3 separate regions of the Mus musculus genome follow, and regions 2 and 3 are each linked to region 1. The links are chromatin contacts, called in public Hi-C maps. All regions are on one chromosome and are shown on one strand. The core of a region is the stretch at or near the end of the contact, and the rest is flanking DNA. Distances in the headings are between cores, read along the strand shown. Region 1 holds the start of Cbln4 (cerebellin 4 precursor protein). Region 2 has its middle 3.7 kb from the start of Gm35719. Region 3 has its middle 20 kb from the start of Gm40005.

Region 1 (4,127 bases), core at 451-2,950:
CCAAGGTCAGTGAGAGACCCTGTCCCAAGGGAGTAAGGTGTAAAACAATAGGCAATAGAGCAGGACCACGTGCACATACACGAGTGGACACACACACAACATGCACACACACATGCCCACACATACACATATGCACACACATGCATGTACACACACAATGGAACATGCACAGACATTCACATGTACACACATGCACACATATATACACATACATGCACACACATACACACATGCACACACATGCATGCACACACACAATAGAACATGCATAGACATATACATGTACACATACACACATGCACACACATACACACATGCACACACATGCATGCACACACACACAATAGAACATCCATAGACATATACATGTACACATACACACATGCACACACATGCATGCACACACAATAGAACATGCATAGACATATACATGTACACATACATACACACATACATATGTGCATATACATTTACACACACATACACATACATTTGCACACACATGCACACATATGTATACACACCCACACCCACACACACCACGGAAGTGCCACAGGCACTGCAATGACTAGTGATCAGTGTTTGAATAAGGACATCAGAAAAGGTCAGATGAGAAACTATATGAAGTTTACGGTGGTGTCAAGGTGGCACTCTCCTAAAGGCCTGGCAAGCTTTTCTGTTTTTTTTTTAGAGCTTCGATGAAAGATATGCAACATTGTTACAAATAGCATAGCCCCAGAGCCCCAGCAACTCACAAGCTGCACTGACTACCTCCCTCAACTGTGTTTCCAGACAGCACATCTTTATATCACTATAAGAAGTTGGGGCTAAGGATCAACCCTAGGGGCATCTTGTATCTTAATACTTGGAATTTCAGCATGAGCTTGCGGCACACATTCCCTTGGAGAACCTTAGGAGATCAGACTAAAGATGTAGGTCTGTCTGGATTCTGCAGAGGAAGAGCTCGAACGCCATTCCAAGAACGCACAGGACCATCTGGGAAGCTTAATCTGACCCAAGGACATGACTCAACCTCTAAACAATTTGCAACCAGTACGTACTAATCAGGAGGTCTGAGTGGCTGGTGGCTTCCACAGGGACGTTGTTTTGATTAGAGAATAGCTGCACTGTTCTCCTGCAGCTGAAGTCAAGAGAAGTCAACAAGGAATTTGGGAGTGTCCTGACCCCAAAGAATACTGAACCAGAAAGCCGGGGCCCTTAGTTTGGGTAGTATTGGCCACTCATTAAGGTCTTGGTCAGGTTCATGCAGCCAACTCCAAAGCCAAGCTCTGCTTCCCCGCTTCCCTTCCGTGGCTTCCGAAAAGGAAAATAAGTTGCCAGTCAGAGGCCAAGATGGCAGTGGAGTGCACAGGGGAGGAACATCAAAGAGGGAGAGGGTGCAGTACTCTCGGGGTGTGCATTTTAATTGTTACATTTAAGGGATACTGTTCACTATGATTGTTCCTGCCCCTGATTGGGATGGCTGCACAGCGTGAGAAGGCGAGCCCCAGTGGGTTCCGAGGCTCATCCTCTTGAGCAGAAGAAAAAAAAACAGGCGCCTCCTCCACACCCGCCCCGCCCAGGGCACAGAACTGCCCCCGGGCTTTTCTGGGCTCTCCAGGCTCGAGGGTTACGTGGGACAAGCTCCTGACCAGGCGCAGTTGGGGGACACTGGCTGGTCCTCTTAGCGTCAGATAGCAAACCGCGCAGATTCGCCGAGGTCCTTCCATCTCCACATCTGAGCTGGCAGCGCCACGTTCGGTTCAGAGAGTCTTGCGCAGGGCAGGGTGAGGGGACCCACAACTCCCTCTGCGGGTCCAGGTGGAGCTGGCGGCGAGCAGCCGCGGACCCCTGGCAGGTGCAGGCAGGTGAGCATCATCCTCTGGGTACACAAAGTGCGATTTCGGGGGGATCAAGTGACCTCAGACCTTGGCAGCCGGCAGCGCCGTGCGTCCCGCTCTGTCCGGGTGCGTTCAACGTCACACAGGCGCTGCTCCGCTGGGGTCAACGGACGCCTTTTCTGCTTTCCGGGGATCCACGGGATGAGCGGGCGAGCCAAAGCCATCTGCAGGCAGCACTCCTATAAATAGCGCGCGGGTGCCCTCTCGGCGCTGTCCCTCCGGCTGCACTGCACGCTGAGACACAAAGTTGTGCGCAGGGACGCGGGAACCCAGGGCAGTAGGCGCCCTGCACCTTAGAACTGCTTTTGGCGACGGGCACTCAGCTGCCGCCTACCTGCGTCGGAGTGACACCGGGCTTTGGGGGAATTTTTGACCAAGCGCAAGTGGAAGTCGCTAGCATCCTAGCCATGGACATAACCTGGCATTCTTCTCATCCCCGGAAACACCTCCTGCCTCTGTAATTTGTTCCTGCGCCAACCAGAGTCCCTCGGACAGGACCGACACCCGCACCGCTCGGCACTAGCCACCTTTGCTAGCGTTTACTCGCGGAGTCCCCTCTGTGTCTTCAGCTCTGTGCTTCACCAGGAGTGCTTGGGTTCGGGGTGAGAATTTATTTTGTTCTTTTGAGGTGTGACTGAGAGGGTCTGGAGACTTTTTAGATGTCAAGGGACAAGTGTGGGTGCCGTGGCCCCAGGCAAAACTGATTTGGGGGTGGAGGAGTTAGGGTAGGAGTTCTGCATGAGCTCCTTAAAGGACAAAGGTAACAGAGCCAGCCAGCCAGTTCGAAGGGAGACTTCAGTCCTGAGAATTGGTGGAAGTGCGCGCGCCGCTGCTGCCGCCGCCGCCGCTGTTCCTGCAGCGCTGTCGATCTAGCCACTGGCGTCTTCCCGAGCTCCCGGATCCCGGGGTAGCAGGCGCCGCCTGGGAGCAGAAGCGCCAGGCTGCCGCTTGCGCACGCGGCTCACCATGGGCTCCGCGCGCCGGGCGCTGTCCGTGGTACCAGCCGTTCTGCTGATTCTAGTGCTGCCTGTCTGGGCACAGAATGACACGGAACCGATCGTTCTGGAGGGCAAGTGTCTGGTGGTGTGCGACTCGAACCCAGCTACAGACTCCAAGGGATCATCATCTTCCCCTCTGGGGATATCGGTCCGGGCAGCAAACTCCAAGGTGGCTTTTTCGGCGGTTCGGAGCACCAACCACGAGCCATCTGAGATGAGCAACAAGACTCGCATCATTTACTTTGATCAGGTCAGACTCCCGAGGGATGCAGAGCGCATATGGGGATGGGTGGTCTCTGGGTATCGGGGGCTGCATGCCCAGATTCAGCTAATATGAATAGGATGTGGCGAGATCGTTTTATCAACTGACGGTATCAGTTTGAAACTCAGAGCTGCCTCCCTTCCCCAGCAACCACAGCCTCCATTCAGTCCCGTAGTCTTTGGCACAGGCCTGCGCGGTGGGTGGCTTGGGAGCGCAGAGGAAAGCACCTGGAGATACGACAAGTTTAACAGCAACAGGTCATCAGGGGCTGAAGGGAATACTGTCCCTGGATGCTGAGATCTATTGGTAGAGAAGTTGGGCCTCTGGCTCAGACTTATCAGCAGGTGCCCTGGAGGCGTTTCTGAGGGGGCCCTATTAGACAGTCTGAATTGTTTGACTTGTGTTTCCAGGTGGAGGCTCATCTCTCCACAAGGCTCTGGGGTTCCACAAGGTGCAGGGACCCTTCCAAGTAGACACAGATGATTAGGGGTGTGGTTCTGGGGGGGGGGGGGTCAGAGACCATCTCCAGATCTCTAGCTAGGGTGACTCCGCAGGGTCCAGGGTAGCTGGATTAACACCACCCTGCCTGGTAGAGATCAAAAGCCTTTCTCACTATTGCTCCACTCAGAAAAGTTGCCCAGGCAGGAGGAAAAAGGATGGAGTAATTGCATAGAGCTTGGGCAGGTAAGCGCTGGGGGCTGGGTTTCCCTTTCTGGTTCCCCCAGGGCATTGTAATTTGCTGAGAAAGCACAGATTTTGAGGTAGCAGCCAGGGGATGGGGCTGAAACTGATGAAAGCTGCAGCTTCTGCCCAGCTGCTCAGGGCTCTGTAGACAGGAGTGACGAGCAATCCCTGGGATTCAGCTTAGCAAAGCCCTGACTCCTGCATTTTGGTTCCAATCCCAACAGTACCAGGAGTCTGTCTTATGCCAAAGTCACACAGTTCACAGTTGTATGCCGAGTCCCG
Region 2 (4,127 bases), core at 910-3,409, 120 kb before region 1:
AAGTTTCCCAGGACTTTCTTACTACCATACTCTCCACCTCAGCACCTGTAGATAAAGAGATTCAGATGTGGGGATGTGTCCTGCAGGTCACGGGACCTTGTTTGGACCATGCTGCGATCGCACCTCGTGTTCATGTGGTATTTAGGCTCATTAGGTTTTCATCCAAGCACACAAGATGAATTAGTCCTGCAAACGTGAACGATCATTCGCTATTCATCCTATTTCCTGTTTATGGCAAGTTTTTCTAAAATAGAAATAGCATCTATTGTGAAAATATCCCGTACTCACAGACTTTATGAAACTACAGAAGGCATCTTTAATTATCACCCAGAGATGACCTCAGTGAGCGTCTTATGCTCCCGTTCCCATCTCTGTGGATCTATCTGAGTCAGCACTGCTCTGGCTCCTTTCTGTTGCTGTTTGGGGAAGGAAAGGGTTTACACAGCTTACACTTCTAGGTCACAGTTCATCACTGATGGGAGTCAGGGCAGGAACTTAAGTTAGAATTTTATGATTAGAGACCATAAAGGGATATGGCTTCCCATCTTTGTCTCTAGACTATGTTCAGCTGGATTCTTATATAATCCAGGTTTAGCTGACTAGGGATGGCACCGCCCACAGTGGGTCATAGTGGCCCACTAGTCAGAACACGCTGACTCACTCCTACAGTATTCACTGTCATCTACTCTTTCAAGATGCCTCCTCACTCAGCATTTAGGATCTGGGTTCTAGGATCATCCATTTCAAAGAAACTGCCACTTTAGTAGTTGAATCTGTAAAAACCCACAGTTACACACTGCTGGCAGAATGTGCCGCTCTTACGCTAGCTCATCCAGAGGCACCAGGAGGGCCCTGCTGTATGAATGAAAGTTGGTGCAAGCTGTGCAGGACACTGTGTGCTCGGTTTGGGGATCTTGTCCACTCTGGTTCATGGAGGATTCTGAGGAGTTGGATGTGAGCACTGGGTGCTTTCCCTTGATGTGGGTCAGCGTGTCTGATGTCACGTTCCCCCACCTGCACTTCATTTTCTTATTATCTGCCACGAACCCCAGTGTAAAATAGTCAGGCTTGTAGGTAACAGATTCTGAGACTGCTAGTGCTCTTGAATTGTCCCCTTCAACCTACCCTTTGCATAGCTTGGCACACATTAAATAAATAAGCTGTAATTAATATACATTTGACTCTTTGCACTAGGTGTCGTTCCTTCTAAATTGGAATACCTACCCAGAGCTTTTTTTTTTAATATTAAGCCAAAGGGATATTTCCATCATATATATATATATATATATATATATATATATATATATATATGGAAAGGATATATATATATAATGCATGCATACACATAAACATATATATCTTGGTATTCTTACATCTTATAATAAACTATTTCTTTTCTTTTGGTGTATTGGTCTCAGAGCTTCTTGAATGCTAGGCAAGAGTGCTAATGTTAAGGCATACCCCCCACTCCCACCTCCCCTAGGCTGTAAATTATACTTTGGCTAGGGAAGTGGCATTGTTCCAGGCCCCTTAAGAGTCAGAAGACGGGGGCTGGGAAGGATGGCTCCGGTAGTTAAGTTGCTTGCTGCTGTGCCCAGGAGAAGTTTGCAATCTCAGCATATCTAGAGTTTGAAGACACAGTCTCTGGAGCAATGCGTCCCAACGTCCTTTGTAAGTTACAAATATCTGCGTGGTGATTTGAATGTAAAGTGTCCCCCACAGTCTCATGGGTCTGAACACTTGATTCCTAGCTGTTTGGGACACTTATGGGATCATTTAGGAGGTAGAATTTTGCTGGCGGAAATGGGTCACTGTGGGCGGGCCTTGAGTTTTGTAGCCTGGCCACACTTCCTGTTCATTTCCTGCTTCCGGACTATGGGTGCAGCGTGACCAGCTGCCTCCCCTCCTGCAGCCGCGCTTCCTCGTTATCACGGGCTATATTTATTCCCTTGAACTGTACCTGAGGATAAACCTTTCCTTAAATGGCTTCTTGTTGGGCACTAGGCGGCCGCAACGAGAAAAGTAACAAAAATAATGCGTCTCTCAACGTATGTAATGTCGTTGCTGTGGAAACACTTCTGAAATAAGATCCAGGGATGCTTCATTCAGTGACTCCCACATCTTCCTGTGAGTGGAAGGGGATTGTGCATCTCATGTGGTCTCTCAGAATGGAAACATCTACTCTATGCGTATGACGTGTCTCCAGTCCGGTGTGTACCGGGCTACACTTTAAGATGCTCATGCAATTGAGGAGACAGAAGGAAGTGCAACAGCGAACCCGGGGCTCGGAGACTAACCACAGTGCCCAGGGTTTCATGGCTTACTGGAAGAGGAGGACATCTGCTCCTGTGGGAATCTGACACCCCTGCTCAACAGTTGCTTCTTTGGGACACTGGGGTTGGGAAGAATTTTATTCCCAGAAGCCAGACAATCAGAGTGGCAGTCGGATAATTAACTTGTCTCCCCTGGAGGAGCTTTGTTCATGAGATGGTCTTCAAATGGGGCATGAAAAGGCGCTTGGTAAATTGCAAAAGGAAATAACACTTCAAAATGAAAAATGGATGCACATTTATCAACTAAGGGTAGCAGAAGAGCAGGCACCGTCCATTTGGGGCCATCGCTGAACTCTACTACAGGGACTTAGACCCACAATGAATGCCTTCGCCTTCCTCGAGTATAATCTGCTAAAGCGGATGCTGTTTCCTGATCTTGTGTTACCTACACCCAGACAGGCTGCTTCTGTGTTTTCTTATTTATTTGTTTCTGGCTACAGTTTTAATAATGGTGAAATACACTAGGGTGCCCTAGCAGGCATTTCCAATGTGCAGTGACAAGCTTCGAAAACAATTTCTTTCAGATCTATTTGAACACAAAATCCATTTAAAACTCATATTCATATATATATATATATATATATATATATATATATATACATACACACATACATATACATGCACACACGCGTGTGTGCATGTGTGTTGTATATGTGCATGGGCACATGCATGCCACAGCACATGTATGGAGGTCAGAGGACAATTTATGGGAGCCGGTCCTCTCTCCCTACCATGTTGTTTCTGTGGGTGGTATGAAGGCAGTCAGGTGGGCAGAAAGCACCTTTACCACCTGAGCCATCTTGCCTTCCCTGCAAAAAATAATTTTACCCCCAAAAGAATGATCATCAAATAGAGGTTTGTTTCTCAACAGTTGAGCCACACAGAGGCAGGGTATGTTATGACATTAGCCTTTGTAGGCACAGGATCATGAAACAGAAGTAGTGTTCCTGGTGGACAAATGACAAGAGGCTTATAGGGACCATGGGAATCCAGGACGAAGTAAACAGAGTGATATCTTCTCATGTGTCTGGGGCCGTCGACTGAAAGGAGTGCAGAATACATTTCTGTGTGTGCAACTGTGTGCTCATTGCTGTGTGTGCAACTGTGTGCTCATTGCTGTGTGTGCAACTGTGTGCTCATTGCTGTGTGCTCAACTGTGTGCTCATTGCTGTGTGTGAAACTGTGTGCTCATTGCTGTGTGTGCAACTGTGTGCTCACTGCTGTGTGTGCAACTGTGTGCCCATTGCTGTGTGTGCAACTGTGTGCTCATTGCTGTGTATGCAACTGTGTGTTCATTGCTGTGTGTGAAACTGTGTGTGCTCATTGCTGTGTATTCAACTGTGTGCTCATTGCTGTGTGTGAAACTGTGTGCCCATTGCTGTGTGTGCAACTGTGTGCTCACTGCTGTGTGTGCAACTGTGTGCCCATTGCTGTGTGTGCAACTGTGTGCTCATTGCTGTGTATGCAACTGTGTGTTCATTGCTGTGTGTGAAACTGTGTGTGCTCATTGCTGTGTATTCAACTGTGTGCTTATTGCTGTGTGTGCAACCATGGCCATGTATCCCAGATCAGTCTCACTGATGAGGTGGAAGACGAGTTGTATTTTTGAATATTTATGAAGGTTTTTGAGAGTGGGTGTTACATAGCCCAGACTGGCCTCAAAATAAGTATGTAGACAAGGAAAACCTGAACTTCTGATCCTCCTGCCTCCGTCTCTCCACCACTGAGATTATAGGGACACTGTCCCCAGACCTGGCTTACACAGTGCTGGGCTTTAACTCCAGGGCCTCAAGT
Region 3 (4,127 bases), core at 468-2,967, 100 kb after region 1:
AAAGGTCATTCATTGGCTGAGGGCTTAGGGTATACCTCATTAGCATGGTGAAGCACTTCAGGAAGCTCAGGTGCTAGCTGAACAGGTTTTGTCAGGAGAAAGGTAATTGTTCCTATACACTAATTGAGGCTATGTGACTTTCCTCAGGTAGAGGTGAGTGGGGAGTGGGGGCCTTAGAGTTCCCCAGACAAGGTCAGAGAAGGAGAAAACCTGCTAAAGAAGGGAGTCTCCATACTGAGCCAAGCCCAGAGACTACCCAGTCATGGTGGACTTTGAGTTTTCCCATGGTTCTTGACTATGAACTTGAGGCTATCCTGGGCTACACAAAGCCTCATCTTAAAGACAAAAATCTTTGAAGTAGTTTCCTGTGCTGCCTTTTTGGAATGGTAGTGTGCTTCTCCTTGGAGTGGCTGCACATTAATAGATAAGTCTGCCAGTCACAGAGTGTAAAGACCAGCCTGTGGTCAGCTCTCAGGGAACCACTGTTTCTTTACTGCGTGTGAATTTGCCTGTGGACCTCATTATTTGTGAATAATTTCCTCCTTGCTAATTTTCTCTATTTGTATTTATCCAAGCTGTCAGACATGCATGCACAAATACTGGCCCATCTTCCCCCAAAATAAAACATGAGAAAAATATATGCCCGCTGTAACTCAAGTGTCCCAGGGCTGTGCTGACACACAGTTTTACAGTTACAACTTCTCTTTTTAAAGTTTCGTTGTAATTTTACGCATATGGGTGTTTGCCCACATGCATGTCTATGCCACATGCACATCTTCCGAGGCCCTTGGAACTGGCGTTATAGATGGTTGTTAGCCATCACGTGGATGCTAGGAACCAAATCTGAGTCTTTTGGTACAGTACCCAGTGCTCTTAACGTCTGAGGAGCAAAGCCAGCCCTGAGATCCAAAATCTTAAAATTCCCAATCCAACATAGCAAACCAGTGCCCCAATTTGTTCTGCCTTTCAGGTACATAGAAGATGACCCTGATTGAGAAATCACTTATCACAGTGACAAATGAAGACTGTCAATCAGTTTCTCGAGCCAGCCAGTTACTGGATAAACAAAGAAACCAACAACAACAACAACAACAACAACAACAAAAACACAGAACAGCACAAGTCTTTAGGCAGCCCAGCCTGAGGCACCAGCTCAGATTGCTGGGAGTGGGGAAAGCAGGGACTGGAATGACTGTCCCTTTGGGAATCTTTATTCTCTAGTCAGGTGACATGTTTATGGGAGAATCATGTGTGCGGACCAAAAGTCCAATGTCCTAACAGTCAGCTCCAAGCCATGGCCAAGGTCTTTGAAATGCATATTTTCTCCCAGATTGGTAATTGTGTGTGTCATTCCTGCTGAGAGGCCAACAGGCAGGCTTCTCTGGCTGGTACTTCGGGAGAGAAACCTCTAAGGGGCCTCAGGGTGGGAGAAAACACTTCCAGGGTCTAGGATAAATGAAGCTATTCCTTCACCTTGGATGCTAGACCACAGCAGTGCCTCAGGCACCTCTTAGCAGATGTGTGTCCTTTGGAGAGACCTCAGAGTGGCCCTAGGTACGAGGCTGTTTCTTTTCTATAAAGGCTTCCAACAGAGCTGGGTGGCCTTGACTTGAATTACAATTCTGCATGAGTTCCTCGCCTGGCTTCGGATGCTCCAAGCGGATCTTCTGATGTGTGTGCATTTTCCCGGCTTGGATGTTTTGCTGGCAAATTGCACTGTTGGCAGTGGGCACCGTGCCGGCTTCAGCAGAGCTGGCAGGGAACAGGGTAATGTGCTCAGCACCCACAGAGCCCAAAGTCACTTGAAAGAGACAATGGTGATCTGTAGATACCGTTGGCAGGAAGATAAAAGGAACCTCAAGCTTCCATCTTGGCCACGTTGGTGAGGTTCTTGAAGCTGATTGTCTCAGCAAACATCTCACCCACTTCAGGCTTAAGGATGAAAATGGCTTTCCAAGCCAGGCAGACGATGATGAAAGACATGAATTACAAGGAGAGGAGGAATCGAAGACAGGTGCATGCCTTTGGAGTGACAGCGGCCTCTGCTCTGACCCCCTCACCCCAGAAACTCCCATGGTATGAACCAGAAGAGCTGCAGCCCCTGCTGGACAGAGGACAGTGCTGCTGGTAGGCAGAGCTTTTACAAGGACATCCCCATTTGTCAATCACACCAGCAAAGGGCACAGCACACTTGTCCTGAGCTTTTCCCTTCTCACAAACATGGGTTGTAACCAGGTGTGTGTGTGTGTGTGTGTGTGTGTGTGTGTGTGTGTGTGTGTGATCCCATCAAGCAGGAGCAGAGGCAGGAGGATCGCTGTGAGTTTAAGGCCAGCTTGAGCTACCTAGTGAGTTCTAGGCAGGGCTAAGCAGCGAGACTTTGCCTTAGAAACAAAGTAAGACCACAAATGCCATTCTCTCAAATGGGCAAGCGTGCTGGTTTTGTGTATTATGGTCCAGCTGTTGCTCCGTCTCCCAGAGGAAGAAGCTGTAGGTAGGCTAGTTAGTTTTTCCTTCCTGGTACCTATTGTTTTCCCTCAGCCACTCCTTCACTGGACTTAAAATTGCCTCAAAAGGAGAGAAAGGAGCTGGGGAAATGTTTGAGTGAGAAGTGTCTTCTGTAGGCTCAGGTATTTCAACCCTTTGTCCCCGGTTGGTGCCACCGTTAGGGAAAGGCTATGACACCTTTAGGACACAGAGCCTTTTTGGAGGAAGTACTCGACTTAAGGTAGGAGTTGAGAGTGTATAGCTTTGCAGTCCTTTCCAGTTCACCCCTCTCTGCTTCCTGTACGCTGTTAAGATGTAATCTCTCAGCTTCCTGCTCCAATCACCCACTGCTGGTGCTTCCAATCGTCTCGTGGATCCATACATCTGGAACCGCAAGCCGAAATAAACTCTTCTTATCTTTGATTTGCTTTGGTACAGTGTCATGTCACAGCGACAGAAAAGTAGCCAATCTGAGACGACTCCACTGGCGAGGTACTTACCAAGAAAGCATGGAGATCTGAGTTCAAATCCCAAAACTCACATAAAAACCCTGGCGTAGTGGCACATACTTTAAACCCAGGACAGGCAGAAGCAAGTAGGTTCCTGGGGCTCATTGGCCAGTAGCCTAGCCTAGTTAGTCAGTGATAGACCTGTCTCAAAAAAACAGGAAGATGGCCCCTGAGGAATGACCCCTGAGGTTGCCATCTGAGCCTCCTCATCCATGTGCATGATTCAACACACCCTTGACCTCTCCCCACAGAGACACTGTAGAAAGCTATAATTTGTCTTCATTCTGGATGACCAGTTTCAGTGTTTCTACTCTTCCCAAGCCAGCATAATAAGAGTAGACATATGTCTACTCATAATAAGAGTAGATATGTTCTGAGACATACATCCATGTGTAAGTAGAAGTTGTATGATTCTTAAGCTATCACAGCAAAATTTAATTGTGTAGTGACTTCGACTAGTGGGTCAGTCTTCAGTGACAGGGTCCATAGTGGGAGAGCCAGGAGATGAGATGATAAAGAATACCAAAAGCTGGGGTCTTACACAAGTTACGTTTTATGCCAAGCAAGCTTATTAAGAAGTACAGCGTCATATATAGTATTTCTAGGGGTGAAATGGGACAGAGTCAGCAGAAGCTCTCATGCAATGGGACAAAGTCAGCAGGAGGCTAATCAAGCAGTGTTGCATAAGGGGAACACAGGATATCTCAAGGGCATCAGAGACTGAACAAACATCGGTCTTGGGGCTGATAACTCCAGTCTCGTTATGGGGGTGTGGGAAGCCAAATCCCGGAACAGAAACCTTAACTCCTTTTGGCCCCAGCACTAGCCCCAGAATGGCCTTGCCAAGCCTGCCTCTGGGAAGAGACACAGAACCAGGTTCCTTTCGTCCTCCGAGAAAGCCTTGGATCAGCCTGACTCTCAATAGTGTTGAAGTATGGTGAGTGTGTGACTTGCTCAGAGTGGAACCATACCAGTGACTCTCACAGTTGATGTTGGCTATACAATTAAGTCCCTCTCCGCCGCTCCAGTTTTTAAATGCTTTGAAAAAATATTAGAGTTAGAAATGAAATTTGGTAAAGATGTTGTGTTCCCTGCCTCACAATTCATAAAGTCTCACTCAGCTCATGGAACACC

What was found. Hi-C and Micro-C count contacts between places; a contact is called where the count stands out from the background.
Region 2: a Hi-C map of cerebral cortex shows a contact between it and region 1, with 2.9 times the contacts expected there. The contact joins the enhancer-like site here to the promoter of Cbln4 in region 1. A contact is called at or near these places in 2 of 39 promoter capture datasets (embryonic stem cells and second pharyngeal arch cranial neural crest), 2 of 484 Hi-C or Micro-C datasets (cerebral cortex and embryonic fibroblasts), 1 of 115 datasets of contacts at active chromatin or transcription factors (embryonic stem cells) and 2 of 9 other capture datasets (adipose tissue and embryonic stem cells).
Region 3: a Hi-C map of cerebellum shows a contact between it and region 1, with 1.9 times the contacts expected there. The contact joins the enhancer-like site here to the promoter of Cbln4 in region 1. A contact is called at or near these places in 5 of 484 Hi-C or Micro-C datasets (cerebellum, cerebral cortex, cortical neurons and 1 more) and 4 of 9 other capture datasets (adipose tissue, embryonic stem cells, liver and 1 more).

Annotation. Positions count from the first base shown.
Region 1 is chr2:172,041,039-172,045,165 of GRCm38.p6, reverse strand. It overlaps Cbln4 (cerebellin 4 precursor protein), which reads left to right and starts at 1,700. Exons shown (of 3, transcript NM_175631.3): 1 at 1,700-3,149. The coding sequence starts at 2,868.
Region 2 is chr2:172,158,068-172,162,194 of GRCm38.p6, reverse strand. No RefSeq gene overlaps it. Among named protein-coding and RNA genes, the nearest start is that of Gm35719, 3.7 kb to the right of the region's middle. Within about 2 kb of position 2,159, at least 3 of the 459 cell types and tissues checked have an H3K27ac peak or open chromatin away from gene starts, as enhancers often do. A contact at or near this core is called in cerebral cortex, where this site is marked.
Region 3 is chr2:171,940,466-171,944,592 of GRCm38.p6, reverse strand. No RefSeq gene overlaps it. Among named protein-coding and RNA genes, the nearest start is that of Gm40005, 20 kb to the left of the region's middle. Within about 2 kb of position 1,717, at least 10 of the 459 cell types and tissues checked have an H3K27ac peak or open chromatin away from gene starts, as enhancers often do. A contact at or near this core is called in cerebellum, where this site is marked.